Linked DNA regions of Mus musculus: region 2 is linked to region 1. The links are chromatin contacts, called in public promoter capture Hi-C maps. All regions are on one chromosome and are shown on one strand. Each heading gives the region's core, a stretch centred on a gene start, on an enhancer-like site or on the middle of the called end of the contact. The rest is flanking DNA. Distances are from core to core; before and after follow the strand shown.

Region 1 (5,319 bases), core at 1,250-3,749:
AGCATTCAGGCCATTCAGGGTCATCAAAGTCCAGCTGCCCTAGAGTTGGTGTCCTATACTGGGCTCCTACCCTGTCCAGGAAGGACCATTACTTAAGCGACCACTATCCTGGGCCTGGAACCTCACAGCTGCTTCTAGGATCTGGTTGACAAAGCCCAGCTGGGGACATATAGCCTCCATAGTAGCCTCACCTCTGTTGTGGTTGGGCAGGCTCCTGTGAGCAAGTCATAGCAGGGCAGGTCACCTTACTACCCTATTTCCGTGCATTGTCATGTGACCATGGGATCAGCATCCCAGATGAAAGGCATGGCTGGCTGGGTGCGTAGCCCAGATGCTCCTCTTCTGCCAGCCCAAACCCTTTTTCTTTGAAGCCCCATCCTCCTTTGTCTGCTGCACTCGGTGCCACATTGCATTCTCAGTGGCTGAACTCCATCTTTATGTGAACTTGCTGCTTTAGAGGCCAGTCCCAAACTGCTTCGGGCATCTAGGAAGCAACTGATGCAGGGCAGCACTTCCTACACTGCAGGCTGGTCCTCTTCCTAGCCTCTGACCCTGAGCTGGCCAGGGTTCCCAGCAGCCCCAGCACTGGCCCCTACGGCTCTTCTCTTACCCTTCTTGCCCTTGGCCCTGTTCTTGGCTTCTGCCTTGCTGCTTGGGCTCTGCGTGGCCAGCTCCCCAGCTGCCTGTGCCTGAAATGAGGAAGGCTTGTCCCAGCCTTGTCTATGCTAATCCCTCAGAAGCCTCTCCTGCTGTGCCTCCCCTCCAGCCTTCTTCTCAGTGCTTAGTGCAGTCCATGGCCCCAACTGCATCTCTTGCTTTGCTACAGGCTCTGAATCTTCTTGGCCAGGGCTGCAGTCTGCTGGCCAGGGTCCATCCCGGAAGCCTTGGGGCCATTTTGGTCCCCAGCTGCTCTGCTCTCCATCACAAGGACAAACCTGTGACTCTTCTGGGCAGCTGGCCTCCAGCTACCTTCTCCCTCCCCAGGAGGCTAGCTCCACGGCCGCCAGACCATTGCCTGGCGCCTGTGGATAACCTCTGTCTCTTCTTTGTCACTAGGTGATGGTAATGCCCGAAGGAGCGGACACGGTGTCCAGGCCCAGCCCTGACTACCCCATGTTACCCACAATTCCACTCTCTGCCTTCTCTGACCCCAAGAAGAACAAACCATCCCACGGCTCCAAGGTTAGTGAGGTGGAAGGCCAGCGTTGTGGAGCGTGGGCCTGGCCATTGGCAATTGCAAGCCATCGCCACCACCGTATGCAGAGCACAGCTTTGCACACCTGCCGCCTACATCCAGAGCCTCTGCTCCTGCTCCTTGTTGCTTCGCTAGCTAGCGTGGCCAGGAGTGGTGCTTGGAGTCTGACTGCTCATTTTGTGCCCAGCTCCAGTTCATTCACAGGTCTCATGGGCCCTCTTTCCTGCCCACCGGTGATTTGTCCCCAGCTACTGTTCAGGGCATCTCCATCATTGGTCCCTTGGCTACTTTCTTAGTTCCAGGTTCCTGGCCACACCTGCCCTTGTAGCTTCCAGGTCTGGTTGTCAGCAGTGATGGCATGAAGCCGACGTGGAGGAGGCTGGGAATAGTGTACACAAGACTGAGCTGAATCTCAAGGACACACATTTTGTCCCCTTGCTCAGCACTCTGGACAGTTCACACAGGGCCTCCTGGAGGGGCCACCCCAGCCACAGGCTGGCTTGTGCTGTCACCACCGCTACAACATCTGAACCTAGAACCTCAGGTCTGTCCCTCGAGACACCTGGGTACTTGGCCTTCTTTGGACCCTCTGAGGGTGGCGATGACCTTGTGTATCTGTCCTTCATTTTCACATCCTTCTTGCTTCACTGGCCTATAGGGCATTGTCAGCTGGGCATCCCCGTGAGACTCTAGCACCCTTGGGCCATCTTATCCATAGGCACCACAGGAAGAGAAGCAAGCACCAGGGCAGGTTCCTTCCGCCTCTTTCCACAAGGCTAACAGGCCTGTGACATCCTCAAGCTGGTCAGCATCTTGGAGTCCTAACCAAGCCCTGATGTCAACCTTCACTGACCTTTGGAGGTTGGAGGAGAGGCCAGTCTTCACTAGCAACCTGGGGCTTCTCCCCCAGCCCTTGTTGTTTGGCGTCCACAGAAGCAATGAAGGATGAGGCTGCTATGCCTCACAGGTGCCTCTCTGGTGGCAAGCCTTCTCTAGCACCACTGTGGAACGCTGCATGGGCTTCCACAGACTTCTGGGCAGCACAGAGTTTCTTCTTTTTAGATGACTCTCCCAGAAGCCCCAGCCTTAGAGTGTGGTCTAGACCCGAGTGTCAGCCCCTGTGCTACTCTGGCTGAGCAGTCTCTGGTGGTTGCACGGGGCCACAGTGAGCAGGAGGTGAACCTCTCAGGGATTGTTGTCAGGAACCTGCAGCTGGAACCAGGCCCACCCAGACCTGTTCCCCTGGAGGCATGGACTGTGTCACTCTACTGGATACTAGGCCGTGAGCCTTGGCAGCCTCTCGGAAGTGCACCTCTTCACTGTGAGGGCAGCATTGAGCCTGTGATGACCTCATCCTCACTGACTGTGCCTTCACAGATACAAGTGATTTTCCTGTGTTTGAGACTGGGTCTCACTATGGAGTGCTAGTTGACTCTAGTTTCCTGGGCATGACCCCAGGAGAGTGGTTCCTGTCAACCACTCACAGCCGTGGGCACATTCCTGTCAGCCATCTTGCCCTGCAGTCCTGCAAGCTTTTCCTCTGCAAGAGAGGGTGAGGACCACATGATTTCCATTTCTTGCCTCCCTTGTGGCTTACTGGGGGACAGCCCCCCTCCTCCCAGTCTCTATGAGGCACTTATCACACTCATGCCAGCTGCAGTGTCCCTTGTCAGGTTTATAGGAACATGGCCAGTGGCATAGGTTGGAGTCCTCAGGCAGCTTCATCTGACCCTAGACTCCTGGGTGGTCCAAGTGTGTTACGTAGCCCCTTGTGCCAGGTATTTGTCCCACCGGCTTGGTGTTCTTGGTGGTACTTTCGGCCATGTCTGTCCTGGGTTATGGTCTGCATGAAAGAGCTATTGCCTGGCTAACTCTGAGCTCTTTGCCTGGCCACTGGCTGTGCCTTCTGAAGAGAAGGCTAGAACTGGTGGAGGCGTGAGTTGAGCATTCCAAAATGGGATGCGAGTATTGAGGACATGGACTAGGGCCTCAAGGATGGAGGATGGCCAGCACCTTCCTGTCAGGGGCAGCCTCAGGTCTCCCACATGTGGGCAGCTGTGGGCACTTGTGACCCTGCAGGTTTGCGGGCACTGCTCTGGTGTGTCTGTTGGTCACAGCCTTTCACTCTGCGGATTCTCTCTACACATTCCAAACAGGCCGATCAGCTTTTGCCCAGGTTGGGGTGGCAAAGCCAGGCGGCCCCGGAGTGCCGCTAACACATCTTCCTCACCTTCCCTGCCCTTGGCCTTGTAGGATGCCAACAAGGAGAGTGGCAAGGCTTCCAAACCACACAAGGTGGCCAGGGAGCACCGTGAGCGGCCGCGCAAGGACTCAGAGAGCAGGAGTTGCTCCAAGGAGCCGGAGCGTGAGCCCAAGAGTGCCAAGGATGCTGCACGCAAGCTGCCCAAGGAGGAGAAGGCCCCAGTGCCCAAGGCTGCCTTCAAGGAGCCCAAGATGGCCCTAAAGGAAACCAAGCTGGAGAGCCTGTCCCCCAAGGGGGTGCCCCAGCCTCCTACCCTGCCCAAGGCCTCCAGCAAGAGGCCAGCTGCCACGGACTCACCGAAGCTCAGCGCCAAAAAGCCTAAAAAGAGTGGGTCAAAGGGGACACGGCGTGCACCAGGCACCTCACCCCGAGCTTCCTCCTTTCCTGACAAGAAGGTGGCCAGGGACAAGAACAGCAAAGGTGACAAGGGGAAGGCAGAGAGTGAGCCTCGGGAGGCCAAGCGGACTCTGCAGACTGAAGACTCAAACTCAGAGGATGAGGCCTCCTTCCGGTCAGAGGTGAGCAGGGGGTGGTGGCTGTCCCTTTGCCAGGCTGCTGTCTCCCCTGGGTCAGCTCTCTCCTGCCCATGCAGTGGTAGCTGGGGTCCCTGGATGGTATGGGCCTTGTAGCACTTGAGTTAACAGCTCTAGCCCTCATGCTCCTCAGTGGATGGGCAGCTTTGGTGACTAGGTAGACACTGCTGACTCTTGAAGATTAACCAGAGAGTTCATCCCTCTGTGTTCTCCCTTTCCCGGTGGGCCTTGGGCCTACTCCCCATCAGGAAGGTACGGGATGGCCACTGAACAGTACAGAGCTCTCTTTCCTGTCTCTGCACAAGGCAAGGTATAGGGTGCAGTTGGCCAACTCCTAGAGAATTGCCTGCCTGTGTCAGGGCCCTGGGTAAGAAGCTTTGAAGATGCTCTTGGGGCTATCCTGAACTGGTTTGGGGTCGAGAGCTCTGTAACCTAGTGCTCCTGCCACTGTGCTTATTGGGTGCTAGTGACTTCCCACAGTTCTCAGCGAGAGCAGAACTGTGAGTAGCTTCCAGCGCTCATCACTGGAGCTATCTGGGCTCCGGGCCTATGTCTTGAAACACTGGGCTGCCAGGTTTGACCTCTGCTTCTCCTCCCCCAGGCGCCAGGACAGGGCTCTTATGCAGCTGGGGAACCAGCCCTTCCTGAGAGCTGTGCACGGATGTTTTGTCCCAGGCAAGGACAGTGTATGGGCACTTCCTCTCCCGGTGCCACTGCCTCCAGGCTAGAGCCGAGTGCAGGCTGAACAGTCAGAGCACTGCCTCAGCTGCTGGGGCAAGAGACAGGCAGCCCTGAGGAGGGAGCAGCTGCTGCTGGAAGCTTGCTGGCCTTGCCGCTCTCCTCTGCACTGCGGTCCACACCCCAGGCCCTTCTGGTTCCTGGACCATTCAGTCCTAGCCACCGAGGGCCATGGGAGAAGTGTGGTAGCTGTAGTGCTATGGGTGCCTGCTGGTCACCTCCTGGGCCTCTCTAATGAGAAATGTTTCCAGATTCCATTAGTCCTTGCCCCTCAGGTCACTGTAGAGACGGTGGCAAGTGGTGTGCAGACCACCACAAGCCCACTGAGGCTCCTGGTTTGTGCCTGAGCCTAGTAGGTAGGACATTGATCCAAGCAGGGACCTGTAGAGCCACTCCCATATAGGTAGGGAAATTGAGGCTTGAATCTAGAGCCTGCCCTGACCTGGAGCAATGCCAGATAGCAGCCGTTTTTCATCACTTTGTGCCCAGGGAAAACTAAGAGGTTGGGTGTGTGCAAGGGAGGGTGCCTTGGCTCCAGGACTGGTCTGTGAGGTTCTACCCTGAGAACTTCACAGTGGGCAGACTTATGG
Region 2 (5,514 bases), core at 1,569-4,068, 330 kb before region 1:
TCTAACTCCCAGCCACCCCGTGCCCCGAGAGGTCAGGAAAAATGAATGTTTTACAGGAAATCAGAGCAAAACTGCCCCCCCTTAACCCCTTCATGGAAGGTTTTGTGAACACCTGTCCTTGGATTGGGCATCACCACATTGGTTCAAAGCGTTTCCCCACATCCATTCCCATCCCAGTCATAGAGGACAGCATGGTGGCAGTAGGCATCAGGGACAGGAGATTCCACTTACTACCCAAGACTCAAAAAGTTCCAAGTCAAGTGGGTGTGGTCACCAGTCAGCTCATCACTCCGGAGCCAGAACAGCACAGGTTGGCAGGTTCCAGACCAGACTGGGCTACAGAAAGCAAACAAAACAACAACAACAAAAAACTACTGGCACTCGGTGGGTATGACAACCCAGCGCTCCGGGGCTGGAGGTGGGTGGAGCACATGGGATACATGAAGTCCTGGGTTACATCCCAAGAAACACACAGATGAGGTGTGAAGGTGACCACCTGCGTCCACCTGCCCATCAACTGTAGCACTCAGGAGGTGAGGAAGGGTGAGTTGGAGTCAAAGGTCATCGTTCTTACATGGGAACTTTGAAGCCAGCCAAGGCTAATGAAGAGTCAGTCTCATACAACAGGAAAGCAGACAAACAAAACAGCTAAGCGTGGTGGCCACCCCTTTAATCCCAGCTAGCACTTTGGAAGCAGAGAGTTCTCTGCCAGCCAGGACTATATAGACCCTCCATCTCCAAAGGTCTAGAACTAAGCTAGCATGGCCCAATAGCCAGGCCAGCAGGAATTTGGCAATTCATTTCTCGGAATTTGCAACCTAGCGGGCAGATGTATAAATCTGTAGAACCTTCAAAGTCAGAGAGCTGGCAAGATCTAGCAAGATCACATCCAGCAACCCCAGGGGACAGCAGCTAACCGTGTTAATACCATGCTTTGCAGGAAGACACTCGGACCCCGGGCTCTCCCATGGCTGCTGAGTGGCAGCTCAGTGAGGAAGTGGGCACTGAGTTGGTTGGTGACCCCGGAAGTCTGTCTGTTGTCAGCATACATTGGTTGCTTTCACATAAAGTACCAGGGCGGGGGGGGGGGCAGTTGGCAGCGAGGAGGAGAAATCTCCCTGAGCATTGATCTGGAACAATAATTGTTGAGGCAAATCTGTCACACACAGAAAGCAAGACAGCCCTCAGACGGCCCTCAGGGGAGCTGGGAGAACAATACAGAGAGGAGGTTAATGGTTACTGTGAAACCTGTGTGTTGGTCATGATGGGCCAGAATTGGCCTTTCTAGAAACAGGGTCTGTGTGGCTGGAGAGATGATTCACTGGTTGCCCATACAGAGGATTTGTGCTTGTTTCCCAACACCCGCATGAGGCGCACAAAAACACCTGCAATTCTAGATCCAGGGATCCAACATTGTCTTCTGGCCTCTGTAGGCATCAGGCATACACATGATGCACATATATACATACATACATACATACATACATACATACATACATACATACATACATATATACATACATACATACATACATACATACATACATACATACATACATACATACATACAGGCAAAACACTCCAACACATACATATAAATATTTTAAAAAGAAAAGAAATGGTGTCATGTAGCCCAAGCTGGCCTCTAACTTGCTACATAGCAAGGTTGACTTTGAACTCCTGATCCTCTTGCCTCCAGCATCTCGTGCTGGGATTACAGATGTATGCCACCAGAATCAATCCTATGCTACTGAGTATGGAAGCACTTTCCCACTGAGCTGTATTCTAAAGCCACTATTTGTACTTTTGTCTTAAAAAACCAAAAACCAACCAACCAAACAAACAAAAAAAACCAACTAAGCATTGTGAATCATTATCTGCCTACAACCACAAAACCAACACAACTGAAAGAGATAATATAGGGGCAGGACAAGTCCTAGAGGCAGAGACAAGAGCAGGCTTTTCCTCCATGACTCTCAAAGCCCACCAGAGTCATTCAGCCACCCTGAGTGACAGGGTAGGTAAGGTCCACCTCATTCTTTTCCCTAGAAAGCAAGCATGCCCCCCGGAGGGCGAACTTCTAGGCAGCCTTCAAAACCAAAGCTTAACTGTCCCACTGCCAAGAAACCGTCCCAGATCCTCAAAAAACCAGAATTCTTTCCCACTTCAGAAAATGCTCCACAGAGCTGGGACTCTGGGCTGGGACATGCCCTCACCCCTTATCCTCCTCATAGGAAAGACTTGGATTATAAATGCATAAGTAGGGCTTGGGTAATGCCCAGCAACTGAGGAGGTAGAGGTAGGAGTTCAGAACTGTTTAGCACAGTGGTCTCCACCTTCCTGAACCTGCCACCCTTCCATGTTGTGCTGACCTCCAATCATAAAATTATTTCATTGCTACTTCACAACTCTAATTTTGCTACTGTTCTGAATTGTAAGGTAAATACTGATACGCAGGATATATAATGCAATGCCAAATGTGTCTCGACCCACTGATTTAGCAAGACCTTGGGGGTAGGGAGAACCAGCCATCCAGAAGTGCTGGGTTACTGGGACCCAGCTAAGTGTGGGAGGAGGTCACTCTAGACTTCAATGGTCTCTGGTGTAACCAAGTACAACAGGGACCAGCCCAGGTTCAGCATCTGGCCTTGACCCCAAGAAAAGCCTGAGCCAAGCAGGTACTTTCAAGCTCCAGGGTAATGGAAATGTGCCTAGGGTTACTCACCCCAAGGCTTGTTGCCCCAGGTTTGTGAAAAAGCTTAGGAAACTATGTTGCGAAATTTTGGGCAGTCCCTGGTGCAGGAACAGGGAGGGACCAGAGAGGAGAGCCATATAAAGAGCCAGCGGCTACAGCCCCAGCTCGCCTCTGCCCACCCCTGCCCCTTACCCCTTCATTCCTTCCACCTTTTTCCTTCACTATGGGACCAGCTTCAGGGTCCCAGCTACTAGTGCTACTGCTGCTGTTGGCCAGCTCCCCATTAGCTCTGGGGATCCCCATGTAAGTAGTTACCTTTTGGGGGTGCAGTTTCTTATACAATTTAGGAGTCACCTAGGTGAGTCACCTAGGAGTCACCCACTTGGGGGGAGACAGGGATGTTAAGAATTTGTGCTGGGGGCTGGAGGATGGCTCAGTGGGTATGAAGTCTTGCTGCATGGACATAAGGACCTTAACTCAAACTCCCAGCACCCACAGAAAAGCCAGGAGTGGCCTCCAGAGCCTGTAACCCCACACTGTGGGGCTGGAGACCAGATACTGGGGCTTGCTGACTGCCAGCCCAGTGCCAGGTTCAGAGAGAGATGTTGACTCAAGGTGTGGGGAGGGAGGGGCATAGAACAGGACACCGGACATCTTCCTGTGACGTGACATACATACATACATACATACATACATACATACATACATACATACATACATACAAACAGAGAGAAAGAGAGAGAATGTGAGTGTTTGGGTTGTCTTATGTTCATAGAACTCAGGTATTGTAGCATTGGTGTGCCTACTTATGAAGAAGAAGGTCTATAGATTTATGGTGTCTGTGATGTCTTGTGGTTTAGGCAATGGTAAGTTTTAAGATGTGAGGACTGGAGGGTTGTTGGGGTCTATAGCCCTTGTGTGGACTGTCAAAAGCCAAGCTCAGCATTGGGCCTGATTACATGGACCTGTCATCCTGTCCACTCTGGAAGCCCAGGCAGGAAGTGTACACATTCCAGCCAAGCCTGGGCTACAGAGTGAGTTCAGGGCTAGCCTGAACAACTTAGTGAGATGCTGTTTCCAAACAGAAAAGTGAGGAGAGGCTGAGGTATAGCTTAGTGGTAGAGAGAGCACTTTCTCAGTACAAGCAAAGTCCTTATGGCTGGTACCCAGTGCTGAAGCCAGGAAAAGACAGCTTCTAGTGGCTAAGGGAAAGTGGGCTGTGGTTTGGTACCTTCTTGTGTGGGGAGGACGTGGATCCAGGCATCTGCTCCAGCACTGAGAACTAGAACACGCTAGAACTAGGGACTGGGCCAGCCAGAGTGAGGGCTGAAGTCTCAGGCCTTGAGGTGACATCTGCTCCCACACCCCACGGTCAGGTATTCCATCATTACTCCCAATGTCCTACGGCTGGAGAGCGAAGAGACCATCGTACTGGAGGCCCACGATGCTCAGGGTGACATCCCAGTCACAGTCACTGTGCAAGACTTCCTAAAGAGGCAAGTGCTGACCAGTGAGAAGACAGTGTTGACAGGAGCCAGTGGACATCTGAGAAGCGTCTCCATCAAGGTGGGCAAGGAACTGGAACTACAGTCAGCCGTAGCCCCTTCCGGTCCGGCCTGGGTCCCTCAGGCTGCCTCCTATAGCCTCCTCGGAGCTCCTCCCTTCTGAGTCCCTCCCCTCTGACGCCCCTGCCGTCTGGGTCCCTCTCGTTTGATCTCCTCCCCTCTGAGTCCCCTACCCTTTGAGACCCTCTGCTCTGAGCCCCTTCCCTCTGAGATTCCTCCTCTCAGTCCCTCTCCTCTTGAGTCTCTTCCTCCTTGAGCCCCTCCTGTCTGAGGGGAGATGACAGAGAGGAGGCCCAGGGGGATCTAGGGGATGCTTTCTGGGCACCACTCCCTGACACAGACTCCTGACATCCCACGCATAGATTCCAGCCAGTAAGGAATTCAACTCAGATAAGGAGGGGCACAAGTACGTGACAGTGGTGGCAAACTTCGGGGAAACGGTGGTGGAGAAAGCAGTGATGGTAAGCTTCCAGAGTGGGTACCTCTTCATCCAGACAGACAAGACCATCTACACCCCTGGCTCCACTGGTAAGTGCTGTGGGAGGCTGCTCCCACTGAGGCTGGAAGGGCCTCCCAGAGCCTAAGGTCTAAGGGGACTCTCTGTGTGTCTCCCTCACATCCTCCAGTCTTATATCGGATCTTCACTGTGGACAACAACCTACTGCCCGTGGGCAAGACAGTCGTCATCCTCATTGAGGTACCAGCTGCTGAGTTTCCCAGAGATGGATACCCTCCTCTCTGAGTCCCCTCCCCTCCAAGTCCCCTCCCCTTTGAGACCCTCTCCTCTGAGACTCAGTCCTCTGAGGTGGTCCATGAGCAAATGGCTATACATAACGATCACTGCAGAGACCTAGGAAGACCCATAGAGTGAGGCATCCAACTCCAGGGAAACCCCCTGAACTTGAGTTGCCCTATCTGAAGTTTGGGAAGAATTACTGGTAACTCAGTCCACTTTGCCCAGTAGAGGGCCCCTGTTAAAACCCTAGTGGAGTTCCCTCCTTTCTCTCCCTACAACCCTCTGTGGCTCCCACTTCTGTAGAGTCAAAGTCTTCCTTGCCAGGCACAAGGTCCTGCTCACCCTGCCTAGTTCCCTCCCAGCCTTCCTCCTCCTTGCACCCTGTGCTCCAAACTCACACACATCATAGCCCTCATCGTTTAAACACCCAGGCTTTTGCTGCATTAATTATGTCCTAAACATAAAAGGAAATGCACAGAGAGGTTGAGCTATTTACCTGAGAACACAGAGCTTCTAAG

The links. Promoter capture Hi-C pulls out the DNA fragments that hold promoters and counts their contacts.
Region 2: a promoter capture Hi-C map of the HPC-7 cell line shows a contact between it and region 1, with 3 times the contacts expected there. The contact joins the promoter of C3 here to the enhancer-like site in region 1. A contact is called at or near these places in 8 of 39 promoter capture datasets (the C10 cell line, the HPC-7 cell line, HPC-7-derived erythroid cells and 4 more), 1 of 484 Hi-C or Micro-C datasets (the G1E-ER4 cell line) and 1 of 9 other capture datasets (liver).

What each region holds. Positions count from the first base shown.
Region 1 is chr17:56,898,426-56,903,744 of GRCm38.p6, reverse strand. Mllt1 (myeloid/lymphoid or mixed-lineage leukemia; translocated to, 1) reads left to right here. Exons shown (of 12, transcript NM_022328.2): 5 at 1,057-1,182; 6 at 3,449-3,976. Among named protein-coding and RNA genes, the nearest start is that of Acsbg3, 26 kb to the right of the region's middle. Within about 2 kb of position 2,499, at least 14 of the 459 cell types and tissues checked have an H3K27ac peak or open chromatin away from gene starts, as enhancers often do.
Region 2 is chr17:57,225,440-57,230,953 of GRCm38.p6, reverse strand. It overlaps C3 (complement component 3), which reads left to right and starts at 2,818. Exons shown (of 41, transcript NM_009778.3): 1 at 2,818-2,998; 2 at 4,072-4,261; 3 at 4,623-4,788; 4 at 4,887-4,957. The coding sequence starts at 2,919.